Linked DNA regions of Zea mays: region 1 is linked to region 2. Evidence: chromatin contacts called from public Hi-C data. All regions are on one chromosome and are shown on one strand. The core of a region is the stretch at or near the end of the contact, and the rest is flanking DNA. Distances in the headings are between cores, read along the strand shown. Region 1 holds the start of LOC103632029 (Syntaxin/t-SNARE family protein). Region 2 overlaps LOC103631953 (methionine--tRNA ligase, chloroplastic/mitochondrial).

Region 1 (6,523 bases), core at 3,421-5,920, 570 kb before region 2:
TAGCAAAGATGATAGCAGAGAGGCATCGCCTGAATGTTCTATTTGCCTTGATGGATTTTACGATGGAGATGAGCTGATAAGGTTGCGCTGTGGGCACAGGTTCCACTCGACATGCTTGGAGCCATGGGCGCGGAAATGTGCAGACTGCCCATACTGTCGAACGAACATACGGTCACGATCCTGACGACAAACCCTTAGTTCAGAGTAAGCTTATAACCACCATGGAGTTTCACTGTTGTAAAATTCGCTGTTGTGGGCATGCCAGTTAATCCGGTGCTCCTATGGCGACATGTAATTTCTAATATCCTGAATATTTTGTGTTGTGTCACTCAGAGAGGTTTATGGTGTTGTGTGCGAGTGGAGGCTAGTAGCAGTATAGCTTAGAAAGCACCCTTTTGTGTGTATGTAGCGAGGGATCACGCAAATGATCCTGTACTACTAATGATAATGTTCTGATGTCTGAATTTCAGTTGTTACTGCATGCTTCTTGTTATGTAGGGCGAGGAACATGACTTCGCTATGATGCGGTTAAAAATGCTCTGCAAAATACTAGGCTGAAGGAGTCAATGTCAGTGTCACCAGCTTTTACATTTCTCTCTCTGAGCTGATTTCTTCCAAAAGCATCATCATTATTATTATTTTTTTCGAAAAACACTCTGAACTTATTTCTTATCCCTTTTTACATGAGATATGGAATTTGAAGCATTCAGTCGAGATCGATCTGTCCAACGCTACTACGCTAGCAGTTGGTCTGTTCTCGTCAACAAGCCGTCGCCTTGCCAATCGCTGTCGCTTCACCATGACAACATCGGCACATGGCGACGTGTCGGAGGGTTTGAGAGGCTCCAGCCCATTGTTCCGCGGCCTGAGCTTGATCTTGCTCGAGAGTCGTGAACCCTCGGGAGCTCAACATTTGCCGATCGCAAGGGGGTCAAGCAATGGGGTACGGTGGCTCCTACGGTCCTATCCTACCGGTGCTAGGGGAGAGCTTTGGTCCCGTGCTCCGCGGCTCCGCCAGCTGACGAGTGAGCTTCCTTTTGTTCGAGGCCATGCAGAAGCTGCCAGTTATTTATGCTACAGAAGCCGAATCATGATTTCTCATAAACACGAATCTGTAAGAGGACTCGACCAAAAATGGTTTCCTTCGGACTTCGGGGTTTGGAATACCAAAGATTGGTTGGGGGCTTTGACATTAGGATGCACAGTAAAGTGCTATAATCTTCACCGAATTTAGCCGTAATATGCAGGCTCAACACACACTGGCACCTTACAAGTCCAGCCGATTACTGCCGAGGGCTTCAACATTCTCCAATTTTAGTGTACAGGGTACAGACAAGGCTGCCAGGCACCTCATTCGGTTCTTGACAACACAAGCAGATACAGTAAAAGTAATTTTCTAGTGCCATTCACATTCCGATCAGAACCTATCCCCTATGGAGCTCTACAGTTCAGATGGCAACTCCTACAAAAAAAAAATGACACCCTTCTGTGTCAGGCAGTAAAAGCAATAGCATTGATGCATGATCACCACCCTTCCGTGTCAGGCGGTAAAAGCAATAGCGTTGATGTATGATACAAGTCTTGCAATTTCGGTTGCTAGCAGCATGATCGCCAGCCCACTGCACCACTAATTTATACTGGGCCATTGCATAGGTGCCACCCAGTCACCAACTCACCACGGAGGATTGAGTTCTCGAGGTGCATCAATTGTTCAAGGCACCATTCGGGAGCATATCCAAGTGTGGCGAAGCAACCGTGCTGCAAGGATTGTCCTGTAGATGTTCTTCCAAGGACGAGGCAGCCTGCCCTGAACATGTGGCAAGATAAGTGGCCCCAACCAGATCATTATACGTGATTTTGAACCTTGACTACCAAAATGGTCTACCATAGTTGCCTCATATGCATGCTTCAGGATCAAGTTGACCAAGAGTAACTTAACTGCCAGTGAATTTACCATACAAGCTGCTGATCTTGTGAGGCTAGAAATCCAATCATGAGCAAATAAATATAGTCACCAGATTGTCCTCACTATGCATACAACTGCAAAGTAAAGCAAATGGTAAATACATATGCAATGGAAAAATGCAAAGCTGTGCAACAGTTAAGGACAACTGAAAAAATAACAATGTCAGAAAGACAGTAAAATAGCTACACCGTATGTGCCAGTAACTCAGTATATTATTGAAAGAATAGTATATTCAGTATAGACAATCACACCAAGTGACAAGTCCATGACCAAGAAATATGAAACAAAAACAGTCCACAACAATTCCGTCAAGATTATTCACCAACAGCTCCAGTTAAGTAATAAACATGTTCAGACTGAACAAACTAATAGCACTTAAACAAGAATAGAAGATGCCAATTGGTATAGGTTACTCAGACTTCTACATATACTTTTTAGATTGGGACAAAGAACGAAATTTTAAAATAACAGACATGGTAAACAGACTTACTGATTACAAGGGCAGCAAGTGCCAAAACAATCAATTGAATATGATGCCCATATTGAATTTGGTACTGAGACCTTTGAAGTTGTCTACGAAGGGCTCCGAGCCAACCATGAAGTTTCTTATTGTATGTATGCTCATCACATGTACTTAAGCAACTCTTGTTCCTTTCAAAGCATTCCTCTAAGCCCTACAATGAGGAACAGCAATACAAAGGTTAGAGCACTAAGATAGAACCAGAGAGTGAAAGGGAGGGGGGACAAATAATCTTTGCATTATTTGATAAGATCCACTTACCTGACTCAACTGAGAAGTATTCAGAGGGATAGCCTCTTCAACATCCTGTTGGTTACTGCCTGCCCACCTAACAGCTCCATTTTTCCACTTCGTTCTAGTCTTAGATTGCAAGGTACTTGTCAAAGCACATGTTTTCACTATCTTATGCAAAGGCAATTTGTCTGAGCCATCAGATAACTGTTCTGTAGTTCCTTCACATTCATTAGGGATTGACATGCTCCATGAGCCTATATCAGCACTGGCACTAGCTGCTCTTCTGTGCCCACGATGCAAATCTTGCTTTGCTGTGCCTGAAATCAAATCCGTGGAACCAGCTGAATCCTTGGAGCTGTCAGTTGATATATCATTTTTCATCCTTGCTGCATTGCTGCCCACTTCAATGTCACCTGCTGAAGGAATTGTGACCACTTTGTCTTTCTGTTGAAAAGGACTGGCAGATAGAAAAGCTGCAAGGTCGTCCCTTTCATCCTCATCCAAGTGAACCCAGCTCAATGGCCCCCTCCCGTCCGCAAGATTGGATTCTTTCAAGTAGTTCTCGACCTCTAATATGCGATAGCCGATTGCTGTAACAAAATCATCATGCCTAGCCCTTGTGTCTTTTCCTGCTGACATAACCAGATCGTTCGATCTGACTGCCCGCGCCAGTTCATCAAGCTGGAAGAAGGATAAACCAACTCACAGAATGAGCTTTTGAACCGAAGATTCTTGTAGCAGTAATCTACTAATCTTCAAATTTTGCACTATAATTAGAAACATTTTTTTATAAAGGTTTAGGCCACATTACCCAACTAAGTACCATTATCACCTCAACCACATCCACATATACATGAACGTGCTTGTTTAAACGTCATGTCAATATGACAAATTCTTTTTAAAAAAAGGGGGGACGGGGAGCTGCCGAGTGAAGTACATATATATAAGAAAGGAGGATCCCAGAGGGAATATGGCAACTCATAAAAGCGAATCAAACACCATGCTAAGCTAGATTTTCAGTGACCGTTTAAGCAGGGAAAGTTTTTACACATCTGAGGGTCTATACCAATTACGCTATAAAACACTAGCGAATTTAGCAAGGGGACTACAGCAATCGGGACGTGCAATAATACAACCTCAAAATGAACGATAAGGGCGACCAACTCACCTGCCACTTGGCGGTACCAAGCGCCGTGTGCAGCTCGCGGCGAAGCTGCGCAGCTGTAGGGCCTCCAGTGACGCTTGCCGCCTCGGAATCGCCCCCGCTCCTCTCCTGCACCCATACCCGATAAACCGATTCCATCCTGCGTGGACGCAAACAAAGAACCGACAGAGGTCAGCACCGGATTCGCAATCGCAAACGGAGCAGAGCAAACCTAGGCCAACCCACCCAGAGAAGAGAGAGAGAGAGAGAGAGAGAGAGAGAACACGGAAAGAAATGGGGAGAAAAGAAAAGGGGCAACGCACCGATCGGCGGATTCCTGGACCTCCTCGGCGGCGAGGAAGAAGGGGTCCTTCTCCCAGCGGTCGAACGACGTCGCCATGAAGATCTCGCCCGCTTGCCGGATCGAAACCGAAAACCTCGAGCGGGAGGGAGGGAGGGAGGGAGAGAGAGATCGGATTTAGGATCTGCGGTTGGTGGCGCGGTGGGTGAGCGGCGTGCCTGGCTTTCCTCTTCTTTCCGCCAGCTCTTGCTCGCCGCTATTTCCTTCCTGGTGCTGGGCTGGTGGGGATGGTGGCTGCTGGCTGCCTAGCCTATTATTATTGCGTTGCGTTTGCGGGTGGGTCGGCGGGCGCGGGGGACGTGGTGGCGTGGCTATTCCTCTGCCGCGTAGGATGCCACTGGTAGCATCAGATTGGTTGGTTGCTATAGAAAATGCGCGTTCTCCGTATATGCTGGTGCTGTTCGAGGTGGAATCGATGCGGTTTACTTATCCATTTCTTTATGCCATTAGCTAGGGAATGTTTGATTGATTTTTATCGCCACGGCAACGGCAGTCTAACGCCACACGCTGGTGTTGGTAAAAGCGTGTCCGGGTGGATGCTGCTGTCGCATACGAACGAGAGAAAGCCGTGTGTGCGAATTGGCGTCGCGTCGGCTTTGCTTCTGGGTTGACGCCTTGGCGGCTTCTACTATGGCGACCTGTTGTTTAACGCGTCGGGAGACGGCGGCAGTCACACTAGTCAGACGATGTTCGTTTTTTTATCTACAACAGCGGTACAAACCCCCGTTACAGAGAGCTCCGTTTCTTGATTGGGGGCTCTAGCTTGTGTAAATATAGAGGTGACGCTCTTCTGATTCTATATAAATTAGTTGACATTTTATCATTTTGAGCCTTTAATTGATTGAATGTAATTTTTTTTGTAAAAGTTAAATCTAAAACTTTTTTTAGCCTCCAGCTATGCATCTCTAGCGGCCACCGCTTCTAAAAAACTACCTCCATTTTCGAATATTTATCGCTCGCTAGTTAATTTTTAAATTAAAACGTGACAAATAAAAAATAACATAGAAAGTACGTCGCAAAGCGAATGGGAAGAAAAGTTGCACTTGCACGAGATAAAAAATGCCCTTTCTGGAAGTGAGATATTTTTCTTTAAAAGATAAACAAGAGCACTGAAGATCATTAGTTTGGGGATACGATGGATGCAACAACTTTGATGATGTGGTTCCCTGGCCACTTAGGGCCAGACGTTTGAGATATTAAGATGGGTGCACCAGATCGGACTCATAACTGAGTTCTAAATAGGGCAACCTTTTTGATGGGGTGAATAGATGATGTCTAAAAATCACAACTTAAAATAAAATTGGATCTACATTAACGATAAGTGCAAAGCCAAGCTCCAAAAGAGTAGAAAGATGTGAGAAAAGTTCTTGCACTAGATATCCAACTTGATTTATGAATTAGTCCAATGGCAAAAGATCAAGTGTAGATTAAAAATTTAGAGTGGAGTGTAAGCACAAATTACAATAAGAATATAGCACACAAGACACAACAATTTTTTCATGGTTTAGTCAAGCCTCAACTGCTTGCCTACTACACGTTATGAAGTCTCAAAGGACGAGGGTCGCACTCAATCCCTCTCAAATAATCCAATGATCAACTTGAGCTCAAAGTCTTCCTTATCAAATACTTCTCCTCGCAAGGATCTCTACATATCAGAGTCTCTTGCATACACAAGTTCGATGGGAGCACAATCTCCAAGAACATCAAGAGAGAGAGAGAGAGGAGTAGAACACAACACAAGAGCAAAACACAACAACACAACACCAAGAACACTAGACTCAAAATATGTCTATTTCAACTCAAAAGGGTGCTAGGATCTCTCTAAAATCGAATGTTGGTATTGCACAAATGAATCAGAGTGATGTGTAGCTCTTGTGATGCATGGGTGCCAGTAGAGGTCGGCTAGGAACTCTATTTATAGCCTAAAGTCCTTTCATAGTCGTTGAAATTTCCTCCAAAAAACTGATTTGTGCAATCGCGCATCAGACCGGGAACATGAGCAAGCCTCTGGAATCTTGAATGGGCCCTTCCAATTCAGACTAGTACCGGACCAGTTCGGTCCACCACTGAATCGCCACGTGTTGCTCGACCGTTGAAGTAGCTATTACGCGCCCGAAGTAGTCGTTGCCGCGAGGTTCAGTGTACTGCCCGGCCACTCCTGTAGAGGGTTCGGTGATTTTTATAATAAAAATATCGAGACTGAGGAGTTCACGAACGGAGGGTCCAACACACCATCGGACTGGTCTGGTGCGCTTGGCCTACGAAGCCCTTAGTCTAGGTTCTCCACAAACTCGGTCT
Region 2 (6,312 bases), core at 331-2,830:
TTGTTCGTCACCTGACCATAGTGTGGGTGCAAAGGCAACCCCCAAGTCTCTGCATTGGGTTGCTGGTGCTTCCAACAATCCTGCCGCAGCATGGGTGCAAGGGCAGCCCCCGAGCCTCTGCACAGGGCGAGAGGATGATCGGAAACGCCTTGACTTTTTAATGATATGCCTCTTCGTCGCCTTTCCACAAGGAGGAAGAGGGGGAAAGCGCCATGCTACCCTCGGTGGGCAACGAGCATGTCGTCTCCGATGAGCTGGTAACGAGTAATTCGAGCGAAGGCTCGAGTCTCGTTTGATAGCGGTCGTCTAGTGGTCCGGAGATGCGCCTCAAAGTACCTGCGAGTGATTCTCTGGTCTCGGACCTGTTCGATGGGGTTCGAGGGCTCGATGCCTCCCTCTGAATGGGATACCGTCACAAATCGTTCCTGGAGGTATCAGATATGTCTTAGTGTACCTCGGCATTGTAGCCCGAGCCTTGGCCATGTATGAGCTTACCCATAGTTATCCCTGACTCTATGCTCTGGGGCGATTGTCGAACCCTACCGAGGGGTCAACCTACGAACCCATGATCAGTAAAGGGCTCGGAGCCCATAATGTGCTCTAGGGTGATACAGTTTAGTAAACTCGTACATACTTAAAGCATGTACAATCCTATTTAATATGTGGTCTTTTGAGGGGTCTTTAAAAGTTTATTTGAAAAAAAAATATAAGAGACATGCTCTTTGTGAAGAGCTCGTCTTTTTACGACTCTCATACATGTTGTCTTTTAGCTGTATTTATGATCTAATGTCTCAAAGTTATATTATATAGTCTATTAATTGTCTCTTATACTTAGAAAAACCAAACAACCCTCAACATCAATAAGCTCTCATCACAAACTAAACAAGAAAGCTTGAAAAACATTGGCGGGAGAGTAGTAGGCACGCTAGAGTCTAGACAAGAAGAGTGTCGTACTCAAAATCAGTAAGCTTCCCGTATTCTAGATTTTTTTTAGTTTTGAAAAATGTTTTTTACTTTAAAATGATGTCTACATGTGGCTAAAGACTATCAATACCGATCAATTTAGATCGATATCACCGATTCGCCAGTGCATGGATTCATATCGATCAATCAATATCGATCGGTTCAACTACAACGCAATTCATATCGAATGATTCGTAAACTAACCAACCAACGGACCGAATCGATCAAGGTCGGAGTAAAACCAGTAGACCCCTGTCGTCGGCTCATGTACGTTAGGGGATCCGTTTCAACCGTCCTTAGATCCAACATCATACAAAATACGGTATTGTTTGCTAGCGGAAAATTAAAGTAAACGCCGGACCTGGGTATGACAGGGTGAGCGTGCCCAAAAGCTGGGAGAGCGCTGCCTAGCCTTTTGGTTGCCTCAAAAGGAGGAGCGCCCCGTGCTGTCGTCTCATGGAGTAGTCAAAAGAAAATAAAGAAAGGAATGCGAAGCTGACACTACGGCTGTACCTGTACGCGCAGCGGTGGACATCGGCGGCTGTGCGAGTGTGCGTGCAGGAGTGGCCCGTGCTGTACTGCTGTGAGGCCGCAACGGCAGCATGTGCCTCCGGAACGAGACTGGGGACCGCTCCCGCGCCTTATTGCCTCAAGTCTAGGCACACTGTAGACACCTAGACGGACGGCTCCAGTGGGATCGGACGGAACAGATCCGAGCAAAAACCCCATACCGTTACTGCCGTGCCGTGTGGACAGTTCGAACCCATCATCGCCGCCCAGTTCGAACCCATCATCGCCGCCAACTTGTCAGCTTTCCAACTTCCGTGCGATGCGGTTGCAATCCCCGCGCAAACTCTCCGTCGACCGTCTAGACTCTAAAATTTAAAATCTTAAATTCACGCCTTAAAATTTTAGCAAAGTCGATTAAACATTTATTTGCAACAACTCCATATAACAACCAGCTACTGTGTTATTAGTTCATAAAAATCAGCATGTCTCCAAACATTAGAAACAAGTCAAGTCCAAAGATATCTAATGGACATTGGGTTTTTTTAAGTTGCTCTCCACCTTATCCAAAACAACAAATATCCAATTAGATTTTGGATGATCCAAATCCGCTGCTAGCTCTACTCGCAATTATCCTAGCTCTCTCTCTGACAGAGCATCAGAATCAATAGTGGTCTTTTTTTGGCTATCTACATGATACAATGTGACACGTTAGCAAAGAACAAATTTCAGGAACAGATAGGCTAAAGATTTTTTTCCAAAAAAAAGAGAAGATGAAATATTCTCCTTTTAACGATGCTGATACACTGTTCCAACAGAAACTATGCCTCCACAAGTCCTTTCCTGCGTGCTTTCTTCCCACCTTTTGCTGCTTTTGAACTTGTTTGGGCTTCCTCTTCCACCTCGGTTTCTATCCTTGCAAATACTGGCTTTGGCTCCGACATTACCTGGCCTGCTTTAAGGCCTCCCCATTTCGTATCCTCCTAATGACATAACTGAAAATGATTACATGCTCTGGAAAATACTGAGGCTGATCCATATAAGATTGAAGACTGCATTTCCTGATGATGCCTGATTGTATTTTTGAGGATGAACATATATAAATAAGAACGGAATCATACAGCATGTCTATGATACAAGAACATACCCATCTCAACACCCTAAACTGGTCTTCTGTGAAACCAAGCTGTGTGTAAATCCTCAGAGAAAGGCTTGGAGTGATAGGAGATAGTGTGATTGCAATTATCCTCATTGTCTCTAAAATAAGTACGAGATCCTGTAGATAAGTGGGGACATAATAAGCAATGTAGTCATATCACAAAACTACAGAAGCGGGGTGCAGTTTCTTTATGTATCATAGCTTGCCAAACACCATCTGAAATATCAATCATTTATGGTTCCATCCATATATTTCACAACAACGGAACAAGTTTTGTACAGTTAATAAGTAGCTTCATGCGTCATATACATCAGACAAATCATTGATCATTAAAAAAGGCCTTAAGATATATTGTCAGCACATATAAGTTTTTTTTTTGCTGATGTTAGATATCACAGAGAGTGTACCAGTAAGTAATGTGAAAATAAGAGCTAGGATTCTGTTTTGAAGCTCCAACTCCAAGGGAGGCCACTTCCATAGGCTACAAACTGATTAGATGTTTTGACTTTTCAAATTCGAACTTTCAGCATTTAAAATTTGGCAAATACATATGAAACATAGGTGAAAAGGTGAGAGTAAAAAACAGTTTTTACGTGTTTACCTTTGCAGCCTTTTCAGCACTCTCACCCCCTTGCTTAAAACAGGACCATGGTGCTTGCTCATCGATGTACAAGTTTCCAAGATCACCAATCTCTAAAACAGTTTCACATGCTGATGACAGTAAAAGATTTTCATATTGGTGTTTTGCCTTGTCCACCTGTAAAAACAATTTTCATGGTGACTCGAACAGAGACACAACAAGGCATGTGAATTTGTGGGTACTTAGGCAGGCTAAGCAGACCTTGGCCTAAAACATCCAAATGTATCATAGTTTCATGAATTCAAACACAATGGACCCACCACATCATTGACAACACTTGTTGACAGAGTAAAAAAACAAATTCACTGTTGTAGACCTTATATATTCTATGTCTTTTAACTCCTTATGCAGTTGGTTACACACATACTAGCCTAGTAGACTGCCAGTTCAATAAAAAACCCATGGTTCAATAAAAAACCCATGGTTTATAATTAAATCCTTTACCCTCCACTCCTCTTACCATAGTTGAAGATACCATGAAAATCTACTTACCAGATTTTCTATCTTATTTCTGAACAAACCTCCATCTGCGGCAGCAATTGAATCAAAAGCTAGTACGGATTTACAGTTCTTTTTTAGTAGCCCAAGTGTACGATTAAGGAGGTTTCCTGTTCAAGACAGTGAGATAGTTATTAACACATAAAGATGCATAGGCAGAAACAAGGAGCACCAAGTGAAGAAAGAAGGAAAATGGCATAACAATTTCAGCACACATGAATTGTATATACATGTTTCAGAAACAAAGGTAATTTAAGTAGAAATACCAATTGTATTAGCAAGATGAGCATTCACTATATTGATAAAGCGTTCTTCTGAATAGTCCCCATCATTGCCAAATTCTACTTCCCGCAAGAAGAAATACCTAACAGCATCAGCACCAAATCTTTCTACCAGATCTTTTGGTTCAAGTGTGTTGCCTAGTGACTTTCCCATCTTCATGCCATCCTAGAATTTTCAAAATAGAAATCATTGGTGCATGAAATAAAAGCGACTTGCGGAGATAAAACATAAAAGGTGACTGGGAATCTACATGCATTTGTTGCTCACCAAGATAACCTAGACAGACATTTTATTTCCAAAAGAGGTAAAAGACAAAATTGTAACAGATAGAAGGGTGTGTAAGAATATATAAGGTTTAGGTTCTTCGAAGAACATAGAAGGTTTAGAAATAAGAACTCAGAATCAATGAAACGTGTGCCAAAAGGTCAGCCATTTTCTATGAGTTACAATACCAGTACCATTCACAGTAGGGTATAGTTACCATCACAAAAAGTTCACATTATAAGATTGAGATCTGAAGGAAAATATTAATCCAGGTTCCATGAATAAATACTAAAAAACGAGGCATCAAATTGCTTCATGCTACTAAAATTTAAATTTCAATGTGCCAAGCTAAAGAGCTAAGGCAGGAACAGTGATTTATAATTAAGATATTATGCTACCAAAAAATCAAAATAGGACAGGCTAAAGAGGTAAGGTAAGAACAGTGATGGATAAGTACGGCACTATGCTACACAAAGAAACTAATCATTCAGCAACCTAAATCCAAATATTTTAATGGGAACATTTATAGATAATAGCAGGAAATTCAGTTTAAAGAAATATATCATTCTCACATTGTTATGCTCTCTTTTTTTAGATATAATAACGATTGCTACTGCCCTCATTATTTTTACTTATGGTAGAGTGCCATACTATCATCAGGGATGTAGAAGTGGAAACAAGTACACTTGTAAATAAGTAAGATCACCTTAGTCAAGAATCCATGACCAAAAACTGTATCAGGAACACTTAAACCTGCTGACATTAACATGGCTGGCCAATAAACTGCATGAAACCGTAATATGTCCTGAGACAAACGCACAAAAAGTCAGCACATATTAAAAAAATCAGAAATCCATATAATATTTTTCTCTTGCCAAATCAACATTGGTATGTTAGCATTGGCCACTTTGCCTTTCACAATTGTTGGGGGAAGGATGGGGCGGGCACTAATAAAATACTGTGTATCTAAAGAGTTGATATTGGTAACTTGGTATTAACGGGTGTTGGAATCCAAACAAAAGACCACTCCTTAGGCTTTGTTTGGGTACTCTAGTATTGACCCCAATCCACATGTGTTGAGATGGATTGGGGTGTAAATTAATTTAAGTTACACCCCAATTCACCTCAATACATGTGGATTGGGGTCAATACTAGAGTACCCAAACTAGCCCTCAAGTTGAATTTTGTTTTTTAAAAAAATCAAACCTTGAACTTTTGGCCCACAGTTAGTAAGCATGTTTAGTGTAATTGAAACAGTCAAAGCTTTGAAATGGCATGACCGTGTAGCAATTCACAAAATGGTGAAGTAAAAATTAAAGATCAAATTGGCTGCAGGGTAAAAGCATCTCGACCATTGCCCCTAGTCTGCACTCTATAATCCCAAAGAGGATAGCAAAAAGGAGAACAGTCCATGAGGCATTGTTAAACAGAAGATGGATATCTGACATTAGAGGTAGTCTCACTGTTGGAGTTTTGGCGGATTATTTAAAGCTCTGGGATTGTCTCTCCGAAATTGAGCTTCACCCCCTCACTGAAGACAGGCATATCTTTAGTGTAGCCCCAGATGGAAAGTATTCAGCTAAAACAGCTTACAAGGGCCTCTTCCTGGGTTCCTGCTCATTTGGCCACTATAAGCGGGTTTGGAAAACTTGGGCTCCAGCAAAATGTCGTTTCTTCCTCTGGCTGGTGGCTCATAACAGGTGCTGGACTGCTGACAGATTGGAAAAAAGGGGGCTCATTCATCCAAGCACCTGTCCATTATGTGACCAAGAACCTGAATCCATTAACCACCTACTGGTCTCATGTGTGTTTGCAAGGAGCTTCTGGTATAATCTGCTTAGAAAATTTGGGTTGGATAACCTTGCTCCCCAGCCGGGCCTAACATCCTTTTTGGAATGGTGGGAGACAGCTTCTGAAACAGTTCATGGAATGATCAAGAACGGATTGAGCTCTCTGATCTCTTTGGGGGCCTGGATGATCTGGAATCACCGTAATAGAT

The links. Hi-C and Micro-C count contacts between places; a contact is called where the count stands out from the background.
Region 1: a contact with region 2 is called in a Hi-C map of endosperm, with 2.7 times the contacts expected there. The contact joins the promoter of LOC103632029 here to the enhancer-like site in region 2. A contact is called at or near these places in 2 of 25 Hi-C or Micro-C datasets (endosperm and tassel).

What each region holds. Positions count from the first base shown.
Region 1 is chr1:21,619,304-21,625,826 of Zm-B73-REFERENCE-NAM-5.0, reverse strand. It overlaps LOC103632029 (Syntaxin/t-SNARE family protein), which reads right to left and starts at 4,670. Exons shown (of 5, transcript XM_008653883.4): 1 at 4,188-4,670; 2 at 3,889-4,024; 3 at 2,748-3,401; 4 at 2,457-2,640; 5 at 1,193-2,040. The coding sequence starts at 4,264. The coding sequence ends at 2,012. It overlaps LOC100274167 (putative RING zinc finger domain superfamily protein), which reads left to right. Exons shown (of 2, transcript NM_001148542.1): 2 at 1-475. The coding sequence ends at 184.
Region 2 is chr1:21,047,004-21,053,315 of Zm-B73-REFERENCE-NAM-5.0, reverse strand. It overlaps LOC103631953 (methionine--tRNA ligase, chloroplastic/mitochondrial), which reads right to left. Exons shown (of 12, transcript XM_008653808.3): 7 at 5,020-5,118; 8 at 4,034-4,214; 9 at 3,762-3,877; 10 at 3,231-3,386; 11 at 2,618-2,746; 12 at 1,914-2,453. The coding sequence ends at 2,292. Among protein-coding and RNA genes, the nearest start is that of LOC103631953, 12 kb to the right of the region's middle. Within about 2 kb of position 1,580, at least 20 of the 20 cell types and tissues checked have an H3K27ac peak or open chromatin away from gene starts, as enhancers often do. A contact at or near this core is called in endosperm and tassel, where this site is marked.